Regions from separate parts of the Drosophila melanogaster genome. Here region 2 is linked to region 1. A link is a contact called in public Hi-C data. All regions are on one chromosome and are shown on one strand. The core of a region is the stretch at or near the end of the contact, and the rest is flanking DNA. Distances in the headings are between cores, read along the strand shown.

What was found. A called contact is a pair of places that touch in the nucleus more often than the background predicts.
Region 2: a Hi-C map of the Kc167 cell line shows a contact between it and region 1, with 2.5 times the contacts expected there. The contact joins the promoter of lwr here to the promoter of Pi3K21B in region 1. A contact is called at or near these places in 7 of 107 Hi-C or Micro-C datasets (the Kc167 cell line, the OSC cell line, the S2 cell line and 2 more).

Annotation. Positions count from the first base shown.
Region 1 is chr2L:293,133-300,531 of dm6, reverse strand. Pi3K21B (Pi3K21B,) reads right to left here and starts at 2,652. Exons shown (of 3, transcript NM_001272888.1): 1 at 2,129-2,652; 2 at 614-1,499. The coding sequence starts at 1,470. Stip1 (Stress induced phosphoprotein 1) reads right to left here and starts at 5,410. Exons shown (of 4, transcript NM_058006.4): 1 at 5,252-5,410; 2 at 4,904-5,186; 3 at 3,721-4,828; 4 at 3,083-3,555. The coding sequence starts at 5,260. The coding sequence ends at 3,483. It overlaps CG11562, which reads right to left. Exons shown (of 2, transcript NM_134672.2): 2 at 7,310-7,399. U2af38 (U2 small nuclear riboprotein auxiliary factor 38) reads left to right here and starts at 5,851. Exons shown (of 2, transcript NM_001272885.1): 1 at 5,851-6,091; 2 at 6,160-7,399. The coding sequence starts at 6,048. The coding sequence ends at 6,910.
Region 2 is chr2L:539,832-547,100 of dm6, reverse strand. lwr (lesswright) reads left to right here and starts at 4,521. Exons shown (of 3, transcript NM_001272904.1): 1 at 4,521-4,671; 2 at 4,751-5,392; 3 at 5,933-6,502. The coding sequence starts at 4,854. The coding sequence ends at 5,333. It overlaps Spp (Signal peptide peptidase), which reads left to right and starts at 2,448. Exons shown (of 3, transcript NM_078720.3): 1 at 2,448-2,768; 2 at 2,835-3,685; 3 at 3,752-4,315. The coding sequence starts at 2,559. The coding sequence ends at 3,860. ush (u-shaped) reads right to left here. Exons shown (of 9, transcript NM_001272902.1): 9 at 6,569-7,269. The coding sequence ends at 7,145. It overlaps Ets21C (Ets at 21C), which reads left to right. Exons shown (of 4, transcript NM_001298618.1): 3 at 1-568; 4 at 622-2,176. It also overlaps nAChRbeta3.

The sequences.
Region 1 (7,399 bases), core at 1,403-3,902:
ATATGAACTTCTGCGCATACAAATAAAAATTGATCCGATAAACACTTCGACTTGGATAACAAAATCCAAGACTCTCCTATTCAGAAGATAAGCGGCAAAGAGGTATCCCAACGTTCCAGTTCGGAGGGGGTTATTGTTTTCCCTTTAGCAGGGAATTTATCTGCTTTTATGTTCGCGAACTACATTTCACTTTGCAGTAGCAAATAACTGAAATGGTTTTCCGAAAATAAGCTCGCTCGCTTGGCTAGAAAATCGCAGGCCAGGGAATGAATGGCAAGGCACGTAGACGCCTCGCTGGCGTGAAAAATTCAAGAGTTAGCGGGGCGGGGGAGGAAGTGGTCGCCGTTAACAGTGTTATGCCATTATTATCGGTATCATATCGGTCAGACAAGCTGCCGACTCTCGGCCAGAATGAGTGATCGGCCGACTGAGCCGCATGTGAAACAAACGAGAACCGTTGAAAGGCTTTTAAATTCCAACCCTTCCTAGCTGAAAACTCCAAACTTCAATCAAACAGCTGGCTAGTGAAAAGCATTCCCAGATATTAATTACTATATATTGCATTACTATTGATAGCTAAAAGTAGTTGCAAGGACTTCAAATCGGGACTTACTCAATGTACTTGTCCTTGCGCAACTGCAGTATCTGTAATTCCGGCTTCAGGGCGTTGATCTGTCGCTCGAGCAGTAGCTCCTCCTTCTTCTTGTTCTCCATGTAGTGGTTAAGGACTTGACCCTTGGCCTGAAGAGCATCCAGCAGATTGAGGAGTGTCTGCTTGTGCTCCTGCAGACTCCGGCGAGCGTTGGCATTGGCCGCTGCGGATGCGGCTGCGTTAGCTCCATCTCCAGCTCCTCCTGCCTCCGTGGACGGGGCATCCGCTGGCGCCTTCATGAAGGATTCATTGAGCTTGATTTGATTGCGGAATATCTTCTCTGTATTCCCGAATACGCTCTGGTGCAGCTTCTTCTCCTGCAGCTCCTCTCGAATCGCATTGAATGAGTTGCGCTTATTCTCGAGATTTTGCTCAAGATTCTGAAGCAGCTGGCAGGTCCTGATGAATTCGTTGCTCAGCAGACAAAGATCCCCGTGCGGCTGCGACTCCTCATCCTCGCGGGCTCGCACAATCGGATTACTCAGTGTTATGTCCAGCGTCTTGTTGTACATGCTCAGAGAGTTCTCCTTGTAGTAGTTGATCATCTCCACCACCGAATTGAACAGGTCCGTCTCGATAAAGCCGTACTTGCGATCCATGTGGCATATCTTTATTAGCTTCTCGCATCCGTCCTTCATCAGGGTCAGAGTGTACTCGCCCTTCATCGAGAGGGCGTCCCGCACCAAAAAGCTGCCGTCCGGCTTTCCGTGCAGGATGCTCTTGGCTTCCTCCCTCGATATCCGGCCCCAGTACCATGGGGCCATGCGTAGCTCGTCCTCGTTGGGATCGACCAGCGATCCGGGCGCCTGTGGCCGCATCGTCGAGTAGTGGAGCGGGGAGGGTTGCACTGCACAATAAGAATTAATTTAAAATTTAAAAAAATTATTTAAAATATTGATAAAGTATTTCATGTAAATTCCCTATCTTATATGTATGCAATTTTATCTATTTTTTAAACTAAATTTTAGTTTACAAGTGTAAAAACAAATATAACATTGGGTTTACATTGAAAATTTCCTTTTCTGTTAATAATCGCAATTCCTGTTAGAAAATGAAAACAAATGAATAGATTGCAGTTCCTCAAGCTAATAAATTATCCAGAATGTTAAGAGTATCTACATAAAGTGATCTCATCTGATTGTCCCAATCCTAAAACGACATTATATTGAGGCATTTAATAACTCTAATTTGAAACATAAACAGCTGAAAAAGGAGAATCTCTAGTGAAATCGAAGTCTTGGCAATGAGCCTTTATTTCGTTATTTGAGGGACCCAATCCATTAATAAATATTGGCCAAATATTGCGCCCCACCAGAAGCGAAAACAACAACTCTGTGTAAAAACGAGGCATGTAATCGCTGGCGTCCCGGTCTCTATCTAGCCTTCTCGCTCCCGCCCCCAGGCACCCCGCTAGCGACCTCTCGCTTCAACGCACTCGGGCCTGTTGCCAAGCGCCCCCGAAACGCAAATACTTACTTTTGTGGGTCTTGTGGGGTTTTCAATGGGTCGCAATTCTGGCGCTGCGGATGCTGCAGCGGCGAAAGAATCAATGGATATAGATCTGGAACTGGATCTGGATTTCGGGCTGCGGACTACTCGCCCCCCGTTCGCGATATCGCTATAGCTATAGCTCACCACCAGCGAATGGAGCACATCTTTCTATATTCTCGATTTCGCGATTCGACGGAACACTCACACTAGCAGCCGCACGCACACACGCACCAACACAAACGCATAAGACGGACACTACGACACACTGTTTAAAAAAAAATGGTTCGCTTTTGATTCTTATTTTCGTGGTTTTACCCACTCATTGGTTCTTTTAATTGGCGTGCAATTGTTTCAGTTGTAGCTGGATCAAAACATTCCCGTGCGGAGCTTTTGGACGACAGAAATTGGGGTTTAATCACAATATATCAGCACACCATTATTTTCGGGTAGAAATCGTGCGGTGTTGAACAGCGCTGTTGTTGCCATGCCACTTGCTGCGAGTGAGCTGCAGGGCCTTTGTAGCACTGGCGGCTTGCAGTGTTGAGCAAGACGAAACTACGTATCGGTTGGATATAATAACGTAAGCGCGGGAAACAGGGCTGCCCAAGAATACAAAATATTTCACACATTATAATTACAAAAAGGTTGGCCAGGTTGTTGCTTTTAATCATTTTAATTTCACAACTTAATTCATTCGAAATTATATTTTTTCAAAATAAAGATTTGCAGTCTATGCTTTTTTCCGAAAATATGCGATTTTGCATTATAATAACATTTAAATTTCTTATTTAAAAGGCGATTGGCGCAAATCATTCTTTGTATAAATATAAAATATATTCTAAATAATTTGGCAGCCCTGGAAAAACGTTAGAGAACGACTGCTAAGCCGTAAGTTACCCATCTTGTAGCCCTTGGGCGCCAAATTCAAAATCATAGCTTACCCTTCCGTGACTCGTTTATTGTACAAACAGAAACTTATTTTAGAGCTAAGCTACAGCATATTTATTGTAGTAAGAAAATAAGGACCATGACGTTTGGAGCCTACTCCACCCGTCTGCGTAAATCAATTAGGCAGACATTTATCAATGATTTTGTTTTCTCCTTTTAGTTTAAATTTCTGTTAATGGTAGTTATCGTCGTTCTGCGAATAGGCGATGTGATTTCTTAGGTAATTACGTTTAGCATTAATTGTGGCCCGTTTCATCAAAAACGATATATTGGTTAACCAGCTTAGAGACGCCATAATAATGCGTAATGGTTCTCTCCTGAATGTTTATCAATGGGGTTTGTGTGTGAGTTAGTGATTGTATGAGGATGTTCGTTTGTGGATCTGGAGTGCCTAGTGAATCTGAATGATGCCCGACTCCAGCAGTTTCATTATCTTATCGGCGATGGCAGGATTCTGCAAGTGTCTGAAATATAGAGGTTGTTAATTAAAATATAGTATACAGGTTGTTAATAATATATAAGACCAAAGAAACGTAAGTCTGCTTGTTAACTTCAAATGGGCTATTAATTTCTAGATTTTACCAATGAAACCCAAAAAAGCGAACGAATAAAGCCAAACGGGTACTTACTCTTTGACCGCATTGGGATCGCTTTGCATCTGCTCGAGGATCATACGCATAGCCGGATCCTTTAAGATCTGTTGAATCTCCGGGTCGGACATTGCGTTTTTGAGGACCTCCTGCGGATTGCGCTGGAAGTTCATCGAACACTGACGGTAGCCTTCAATGGCCTCCGCGTTGTTGGGGTCCAGTTCCAGGGCCTTTTGGTAAGCGGCTTGCGCCTTAGATTGTTGCTGCATGCCCTGTAGAATTTTGCCCTTGCGGATGTAGCCCTTTATGAACTTTTCGTCTAGCTTGATGCAAGTGTCGCAGTCCTTGAGGCCCAGATCAAAGGCGGCCAGCTTGGTGTAGCAGGCGGCGCGGTTACTATAGAGTTTGGGATCATCCGGATTGCGCTTGATGGCCTCGGTGTAGTGCTTTACAGCGGTGCTGTAGTCCCCCTTCTTAAAGAAAAGGTTGCCCTGCTCCTTCTCTTCCTCGGCCTTCTCCGGATTGATGTAGGCCATTCGCTCCTCCTCCTTGATTTTGGCTTCCACCTCGCTCAGCGAGGTCTTGATCTCAGGGGTGCGATGCTCGGACATGGCCTTCTCATAGTAAACCTTCGCCTGCTTGTAGTTCTCTAGCTTACGATAGGTGTTACCGATGCGAGCAAAGGACTTAGCTATCAGCTTAAAGTCGGCGCGGCTTTCGCGCCCCACCTCAATGCCCTTCTCGCACTGCTTGATGCACTCCTCGTACTCCTTGCGCTCAAAGTGAACAGCAGCTATGTTGTTATAGAACGTGATATCCGTGGGATCGTGTTCAATGGCAGCGTGGTAGTGTTTTAGGGCCGTTTCAAAGTCCTTTTTCTTGTAGGCGGCGTTGCCCAGTTCCTTCTCCTTCCTCGCGAAGTACTTATTCTTCTGCTCCTCAGTCATGTCCTCTACCCGAGGTTCAGCGGGCTTTGGGGGCTCAGCCGGTTTCGCCGGCGGTGGCGATGGAGCCCTGCGGCTGCGTGCCTGCTGGGGATCAACGTCCATGGGTATATCCCCCTGCGATTGCATAAAGCTCAGAGCCGAGGCAGTAGTTTCCATGCGGCCTTGCAGGAGTATAGCATTCGTGGGATCGTACTTGAGACCTGCGCCGGTAACCGAGGTTAGTGAGGTTAGGTCGGGTGATTCATGGCATATAACTGAGCTGTGTTTGAACTTACCCTCGTTGTACGCTTCGAAGGCCTTCATAAAGTCATTCAGACCCGCAGCGGCAGCTCCTTTGCGTGAGTAACCCTTAGGCCAGGTGGGATTAAGCTGAATGGTCTTCTCCGCATCTTCTAGCGCCTCCTGGAACTTTCCAGCCTTGGCGAATGCCGCCGAACGGTTGCTGTAGAGCACATGGTTCTGGTCGTCCAGAGCGATGGCCTCTGTGTACGCCGCCACCGCCTCGTCGAACTTCTCGGCACTGAGCGCCTGGTTACCCTTTTCCTTGAGTTCGTTCACCTGCGAAAACCGCAAGGGTTTTTGATTGGAAATGCCAACGCCTTTCCTTTGTCTCGGGCACTTACCTTGTCCATTTCTGATAAGGGAGAGGATAGCGCTGTCGAATTACAGTTTTTCCTGTATTTTTGTACGACTTTTTAATAAAACACGCTGCGAAATGTGCCGTGCCAGGTGAAAATGCGAAAAATGCCGACTTTTCTAGAAGCAATCGATAGGGTTGTCAATGCTTCTGCGACTGAATTTAATCTTTTTCCAGACTGCGGTTTAGAACTTAGCTCGTTCTCAAGCGGGGAACAAAACCAGCAAGCCTTCTTAAATAATTTTTTCCATTGCTTATATAAATTAAAAAAATTGTTGATCAAATATAAATAATACCTTGAGCTTTATAGAATTTAAATGTTATTTTATTGTATTGTTTATTTATGTTTATATTATATTATTATTTGCGTAAATAATTTTCTCAATTTCTTATTTTGAATTGTAAAATTTTTCTAGTCAAATGAAAAATAAGTCCTCAGGCTTTTAAGTGCATTAATATTTAAATATTTGAAATTAATATTTAAAATGTTAGCATATTTTAAAACATTTAAATTAAGAACAGAGGTATCGAAAAACGATGCTGCCAAAAACACTAAATATCGATAACTAATCATCGATTTTATTTGCAACTCTAGATTCGAGGCTGGCAACGCCGTGCAAAATACGACCAGACGCTGCTTTTTTCGGTTTCCGAAAATAATTGAAAATTATCACTAAATAAACAGGCGGCTAACATAATTGCAGTTTGACCGCGTTGCAGAGACAAGCGGGTAGATAAGTTACACATTTTGGCCACAGCAACACCACAGTAAAGCCGCCAGCATGGCCGAGTACTTGGCATCCATTTTTGGCACGGAAAAGGACAAGTAAGTCGCATGGCACATTTATTTTAACGTTGCCGGGATTAATAACTAAATGGCGTTGCATTTCCCAGGGTGAACTGTTCGTTCTACTTCAAGATCGGCGCCTGCCGCCACGGCGACCGGTGCTCTCGCATCCACAACAAACCCACTTTCTCGCAGACGGTGCTTCTCCAAAATCTATACGTGAACCCCCAAAACTCCGCCAAATCCGCGGATGGCTCCCATCTGGTGGCCAACGTCTCCGACGAGGAGATGCAAGAACACTACGACAATTTTTTCGAGGACGTGTTCGTAGAGTGCGAGGACAAGTACGGGGAAATCGAGGAGATGAACGTGTGCGACAACCTAGGCGACCATCTGGTCGGCAATGTGTACATCAAATTCCGTAACGAGGCTGATGCGGAAAAGGCGGCAAACGATTTGAACAACCGGTGGTTCGGTGGTCGACCGGTGTACTCGGAACTATCGCCGGTGACCGACTTCCGCGAGGCTTGCTGTCGGCAGTACGAGATGGGCGAATGTACCCGCTCCGGCTTCTGCAACTTCATGCACTTGAAGCCCATCTCGCGTGAGCTGCGAAGGTACCTCTACTCCCGCCGCCGTCGTGCCCGCTCCCGTTCCCGATCCCCTGGACGCCGTCGCGGCTCCCGCAGCAGGTCCCGATCCCCGGGTCGAAGAGGAGGCGGCAGAGGCGACGGTGTCGGCGGAGGAAACTACTTGAACAACGAGCGGGACAACATGCGTGGCAATGATCGCGGAAACGATCGCGATCGCCGCAAAGGTGGTGGCGGAGGAGGCGGTGGTGGTGGTGGACGGTATTAAATATTCTGGACATTTTTTCTGTACGGTGGCAATTGAGAGAGAAAGCAACGGACAAGCAGTAACGCAAAGCATCGTGTATTTTAGTCTCTGCGTTGGTTTTCCACGTTTTTATATCACTTTTGAGTAAACGAGATGGAAGGAGGAGGAGGAAAATGACGATGGGGAGTTCCACCACCTATGTACAAACCCCCCGCGAAATATTTTACCGAGCGCCCATTAGAATTGTAATTTACTATACATACATTCATAATAATAAAATTGAGTAATATTATACTGGAAGCCATAGTAAGAAATGGGTCTAATTGTCAAAAAGTCCAGGCACTCAAAATAAAAGACTCCTCACAGGTATGGATAACATCCAGAAGACACCACCCCTTGTTAGGCCTGCAGTCTTATTTCGCTTTGTAAGATTGAATCTTACCACGTTGTTTTAATTATATTTCCATGCGCAGATGGCTTCACCAACTGAAAACGATCAACAGCGTAAAT
Region 2 (7,269 bases), core at 3,272-5,771, 240 kb before region 1:
CATTCGGCAGAGGTCCTTTATTCCATACGAGGTCTCATCATTAAATAATTATAAGTTCGCACACACATTAAATACATGAAATCGCAAATGCAAAACTAGTTCAGAGTGCGCACTGGCTTGGGATGTGGCCTTGAGTCTCGAGCATCCCTACACGGAGCACCTGATGGCCAGAATGAGGAAGGCCAGGCTGAAGGAAACGAAGGAAATGCGGTCCACGGCGGTGGCCAGCAGCGCCCAGTCGAACTGGTTGGCCTTGGCGCCCGGCACCTCGGTGTGGTTGATGCCCAGCGGACTGGACTCCTGCTCGTCCGCCTCCTCGTACGGGTGCTCGTCCATCTCCTTGGTCTTCTCCGCCTGCGACTCGCCGGTGGTGCTGAACACCGAGAGCAGCAGCCACGTGCCCAGGTGCCCGTGCAACAGCTTTCTCAGCGCCTCCGGCAGGCGCCTCTTGTGCTTGCCTGTGGCCAGGTACAGAACTAGAACCTCGACGATGGTGGAGACGCTCAGATACAGCAGGCTGGTGCTGTAGAAGATTACTGCAATTATAGGAATGCCCGGTGAGTGGTCGGTAAGTTCGGTAATATTCTGCGATGTTTAGGGTACTTAGCATCTAGTTTTCAGAACTGAACTGATGAAATGGCAATGGGGAGCACTCACCCACAAGTGGAGTATTGTTGGACAGCACTGGCAGGAGCTGGGCGAAGTACATGAGGAAGGCGGCGATCACGATGATGAGCAGGCCGTTGATCATGATCTTCTCGCCGCCCATGTGGGGAGGCAGCCAGAAGGCTGAGAGGGCCAGGATGACGATGCAGGACGCGGGTGTGTAGATGACGGCCGTGTACATGGAGGAGCGCCGCTGAGCCGTCAGAGTGTACTCCATGTAGCCGTAGTAGTCCTGACTGACAAAGTGGGCTCGCGAGTCCACGATTTCCCACTCCGGTGACTGAACCAGGTCGTCGTGGTCAAGGGACTCTCCTCTCGCCGTGCCGTTCTCCGGCAGGACGACCTTCAGGCCCCAGGAGCCGATCTTCAACTTGCAGCTCTGCTTGTCGTGGGGCCAGTTGAGCATGTTGAGTTCGCAGTAGGCCGTGTACACGGCTGGAGGCATCCACCGGAAGTGGCCATCGTGGCTGAGGGTCACCTGGGTTTCGGCCATCAGGCCACCTTCGTCGCCGTTGAAGAGTGTGATTTGGGGGGTCCAGACCTCGCTGGACTTCAAAGTGATCTGCGTGATGTTGTCATATTGTGACGGTTGCCACACGCGCTCCTCGTCTCTCCATCGCTAGAAAACCACGATTGCTTCTGGTTAGTTGATTGGATATTCAGATATTCATAAATGCACTACACTTATTAGCTTTATAGTACTCTCTCAAAAAAAAAAAAAAACAAAACAAAACAACACTTCAGTTCAGTTCAGATAACACGCTTTCCAAAATTGCTTATCAGAGTTGTGAACTTGAGGGAACTCGGAAATTATCTGGTTTCTCAGCTACTCGAGACGAAGGAGAGGACGAAGGAGAGGACTGGACTTACGAGATTCAGCCAGCAGTGGGTGGTCAGCTTGCCGTTCAACTCGTCGATGTCTATGTAGGTGACCACCATTTCCAGGGACACGTTCGTGGGGGTTCCTTGGAACACCGGCTGCACATCGCTGTCGTAGTTCGTGAACAGGCCGGCGTGGAGGCGATCCAGGGCCTTGACATTGGCGTTCTTGGGGTCCGCGGTGGCTGGAGGGGATTCGAGATCACACTTATCAGCGGCTTATGCAACTCCGGAGCCGTAAACACTTACCAGTGGCGCCTGGCACGGAAGTCAGCCCCATAAGAAGCATCCCCATTAGCATTTGCAGCAGTAGTGGCAGTCCAGGACCGGAAACTGGTGCCTTTATCTTGGGAGTCGTCGTCATTGTTCAGCGCGCCTTTGTTTCGGATGTACGGTGCTGTGCTCTCGAAATCTGAATGGGAACTGAGCTCGGTTTGCGGCTTGGCACATGGCCGAGGCTCCTCCGATATCTCGGTGTTCCTCTGCCGACGCAGCAGATAAAGCAGCAGCCGACATATTTGGGTTTTGTGTGGGAGCCGTGCTCACATGTACTGACTTCGGGGAGGTTCGAGAGTCAGTTCTCTTAAGAACTTAATCAATTCAAAAGCATTTACATATATCAGCATAAAATAAACTTAAAAATCCATTTCACTTATTTTTGTTTCGCAAAAATGCCAAACATATGATTAATAAATTGAGGAGAACTGGTGAACAATTAGCTCGATAAGCTAGCAGGTTTTCACAAACTAAGTTCGGGATTCACTAATTTCAAATCAGATTTATCAGTTTTGAATCTCAACCGTTTTGGTATATTTTTCGGGAGTTTGGTGGCGGTGCGACCCCACCACAGAGGGTGGTATATTTTTGGTATACTGCGGTGCGTCCGATAGGCCCAGACGATGACCAGCGGTACCGATAACACAGATTGTTGACGTGTGCTGCTGCGTGTCATTTCGCTTTTCACCCCCGCAAGCCGGCGATTTTCAGGAACGGATTGGATTGGACAGCACAGCATGGCGGAGGAAGTCATCGGAACCGTTAAGGAGGTGCTGAAGGGCATCATCGAGAATGTGAACGCGCCGAAGAACGAGTCGGCGCCGGGCGAGAAGAAGCCCTCGACTCCGGAGGGCATGGCGGTGGCCTACAGCAGCCTGGTGGTGATGGCCATGCTGCCCATCATCTTCGGCTCCATCCGCTCCGTGAAGCTGCACAAGCTGAAGAAGGTATGTGAAGCAGACTCAGCCCGGAAGCTGCATTAACATGTTTCCCGTAATTCCCACTCCCTGCAGTCAACGGGCGAGAAGGCGGACACGATGACCAAGAAAGACGCCATGTACTTCCCGCTGATCGCGTCGGCAGCCCTCTTCGGGCTGTACCTGTTCTTCAAGATCTTCCAGAAGGTGCACATCAACTACCTGCTCACCGGCTACTTCTTCGTGCTGGGAGTTATTGCTCTGGCGCACCTGCTCAGTCCGGTGATCAACTCGCTGATGCCCGCCGCCGTGCCGAAGGTGCCCTTCCACATCCTGTTCACTAAGGGGGAGGGCAAGCACAAGGAAGACATCGTTAACTACAAGTTCTCCACGCACGACATTGTCTGCCTGGTGATCTCCTCGGCGATCGGAGTGTGGTACCTGCTCAAGAAGCACTGGATCGCCAACAATCTGTTCGGTCTGGCCTTCGCCATCAACGGCGTGGAGATGCTGCACCTGAACAACTTCGTCACGGGCGTCATCTTGCTGAGCGGCCTGTTCTTCTACGACATCTTCTGGGTATTCGGCACCAACGTGATGGTCACCGTGGCCAAGAGCTTCGAGGCGCCCATCAAGCTAGTGTTCCCCCAGGACCTGATCGAGAACGGCCTGAACGCCTCGAACTTCGCAATGCTGGGACTAGGCGACATCGTTATTCCGGGCATCTTCATCGCTCTGCTGCTGCGCTTCGACGACAGCAAGAAGCGCAAGACGCGCATCTACTTCTACTCCACGCTGATTGCCTACTTCCTTGGCCTGCTGGCCACCATCTTCGTGATGCATGTGTTCAAGCATGCGCAGCCGGCTCTGCTCTACCTGGTGCCAGCCTGCATGGGCACGCCCCTCCTGGTGGCCCTCATCCGCGGCGAGCTGAAGGTGCTCTTTGCGTAAGTGTGGACTGCGCTGGGCGCTCGACTTGAAACTAAACTAACTCATTCTCGCCCCCACTGCAGCTATGAAGATCATCCCGAGGAGAAGCCCGAAAAGAAGGAGAAGAAGGAGAAGGACGAGGGCGTCAGCTCGTCCGGCAGCAAAAAGAAGGAGTCGAAAAAGGGCAAGTAGAGCCGGGAGGACGCAACATCCGAACAACATCCCCACTCGTTCCATCGTAAATGTCTTCTGCAGCTAGCCAAGCTCCCTTTCGTTTCGATATGGCTTCTCCATCTACCGCAGTCCATAGCTCATATGGACTAACACCGCTACAAAAGACGATTCACTTACTGAGTTAGTTATGTACGTTCCTTGGCCAGGCACAACAATCTTATTTAGTTCGGTTAGGTTACAATTGTAGAAAATGTTCCCTCGACTTTTTTACCGCAATCAATTTAAATATGTATTTCAAATATTTCTGTGGCTCCGCACAGGAGGCTTATATGTTTAAGAACAGTTTAGATACAAATATATTCCAATTTTTGTAAACAGTGCAATTTTGACTACGAATTCTACATTGCATTTCTTAAAACTAATGCAGTAATTTGTGTAAACAGTAATGCGAATAAATTTTAATTCTAACGTTTAATTAAACTAGTTTTGTATTGAGTAGAGGGTTTTTAGGAATGTAACGGCTTAAGAGAAAAACCTAATACATTTTAAGTTGAGCTTACCAAAATCCAAAGAATTTTTAAATTTAAAACATAATACAAAAGTGCTTTGAAAAAGTCAGTATTTTAATACCACTGTTTATCCACGGCCACACTAAATATCGATAACCGCATAGTGAGACCCTTTGTGTAGAAAAACTTATACCTTTAGCGAGCACAAGCGTTCATTCCTGAAAAATTGCGGTAAAAATTGCGAAAAGCGCGAGTTCCCCCCGCGATTGCAAATAATTAATTTGCTTGGAACCACTGGAGACGCAAGGACGAACAGAGAGGTAGGTGCTCTTGCACTTAGCGCGCCAAAAGGCGACAAAGCCCCTCGTAGGCCACTTACCCACACACACACATTCGCAGACAGACGCGCGTGCAAAAAAGGCCAAGTGGGACTGCTAGCGGAAATCCAGGACTCGAGGACACGTTCGGGCGGCAGTAGAGAAGCGAGCAAGCAGCGACGACCATGTCCGGCATTGCTATTACACGATTGGGGGAGGAGCGCAAGGCCTGGCGCAAGGATCACCCATTCGGGTTCGTCGCACGACCCGCCAAGAACCCTGACGGCACCCTCAACCTGATGATCTGGGAGTGCGCCATTCCCGGCAAGAAGTCCACCCCCTGGGAGGGCGGGCTCTACAAGCTGCGCATGATCTTCAAGGACGACTACCCCACCTCGCCGCCCAAGTGCAAGTTCGAACCGCCGCTGTTCCACCCGAACGTCTATCCCTCGGGCACTGTTTGCCTGTCGCTGCTGGACGAGGAGAAGGACTGGCGCCCCGCCATCACCATCAAGCAAATCCTGCTGGGCATCCAGGACCTGCTCAACGAGCCGAACATCAAGGACCCAGCCCAGGCGGAGGCCTACACCATCTACTGCCAGAACCGACTGGAGTACGAGAAGCGCGTGCGTGCCCAGGCCCGCGCCATGGCGGCCACTGAGTAGTCGGGCTCCTGCCAACCACCTTTACCACATAGACATTAACAAATACACACATCTAGCCGGTAAGCGTTTGTTTGGAATGCTCTCCACGTCTACTTACTTTTAAAGAATCGACTAATTTTGGATAGCCCCCGCGGCCCGAAGCATCTAATTTTTTAATGTTCTGCACTTGCTTAATTACCAGCATGTACCATCTGAATAAATACAAATAAGTCCTGTAATTTTTCGATGAGGCCCAAAGTGGCCACGTGGCACCCAGAATTCGACGCTCTTTTCAGCTTCCATTCTGGGTGCAGGTGCCGATTATTCTACGGGCTATTTTGTATCGCGAGTACTACGTACAAACCTATGTAATTTCAATAAAAATTTATTAGTTGTAAAAGCTTATGCATTTTAAAGCGGAAAGGATTTCCCAGCAAATGTGCAGTCGAGCACTTGTTGGTCGTCAGTAGCCGTACAGCTGGATTTAGTGCTTGAATTATTCCATATAAAGTTCTTCCTTTTGCTTATTATTTAAGTAACATGACTATTTTTAAATTTAAGCATTTTATTTAAAAACTTGTTCAGTCCATTTTTACCTTTATATTTTATTTGATTTTTAGGCATTTGAAGCTGGTCACATTTCCCAACTATTTCAGCTGATCTGGCAAGTCCGCCAACATTACTATGCATAATTTTTGGCTGATCTGGTAGCATTCGCTGCTGATATAGCAATGCTTCCAGCTAACGGTTCATTTCCAACGAGGCCGCCATATTGAAAAATGCCCAGTTAAAACACCTACTGAGATTTGTGTTCGCCTGGTACTTCAGTCTGGGGAATCCGGCATACTGACAGCTGAATTTATTATTTTTCCCGAGGATGCTCATATATTTCGAACTGAATTACCAGGGAAGCATAAGCGTGGAAAGGTGTTTTTAAAACAACCGCCAGGATTCCCAAAGTCTTGGTTTTGGTGGGCATGCTCTATTCTGAGTACCAGGCGAACAGAACTTCTAGTAGGCTACCAACGATCAGCTGATCTATCTGATGCCTGGTCTAATCTAACGGTTCTTTTATTAGGGATGCCACAATATTTTTCTATTGATCCGGTAATATGTCCGATGTTTGACAATATTTTAATCAATCTGGCAACTATGTCGTCATAACATTTTTCGCTAATCTGGCAGCACTCAAATCGTTCGTTGAATTCAAAAATGTAAAATGTCGTTTAGTTACTAATTTCACTATATTTTATATTGAATAAATTAATTACTTTTATTGTCGCACACACTTAATAAATAATGTACTCATTTAAATTACACAGTTAGAATTGCTCGCTTTATGGGGAACAGCGAGTAATTTACATTATAGTATTGGATCTACATTGGAATACTTCGCCTCCTTCTACTCCGCAGACCATTGCAAACTTGTAGTTTCTCGCCCTCAATTTAATTTCTGTCTAAGTGGTAAGCTTTGGCATGCATTATATGTCATGGTTCCCACTTAATGGGTATGCGCCTAAATTAATGTACCTAAGTATCTATGTGTTATTCCTTTAGGTGTACTGTATATGTACGGGAGTACGATGTATATATCTACTTCTATCGATCGGTAAGTCGAAGGAGTCAGTCCCCAAATGGAGTTGGAAGTGGAGGGCAGCGACGGGAGATTTTCCGGGAATACTGTCGTCGATGGTTGGTTGCGGTTTGGATAGTGTACATTTTTAAAGGAGGCTAGGATTCGATTAGTTTCGATTGGGTTGGGCTGCTGCTTAGAAGCACGTGTAATACCACTCAAGCTGCTTGCGCTGCGCCTCCCACCGCAGCTGGCTTTCTCAAATGGCCGCCTCCTGCAGGTTTTCCTTGTTCTTCTGCTGGCCGTGTCCGCCGACCAGGCCGCCAATGCCCAGGCCCACGGCAACGCCTCCGCCCAGGTGATTCGGACTGGGGCTGTCGCTGG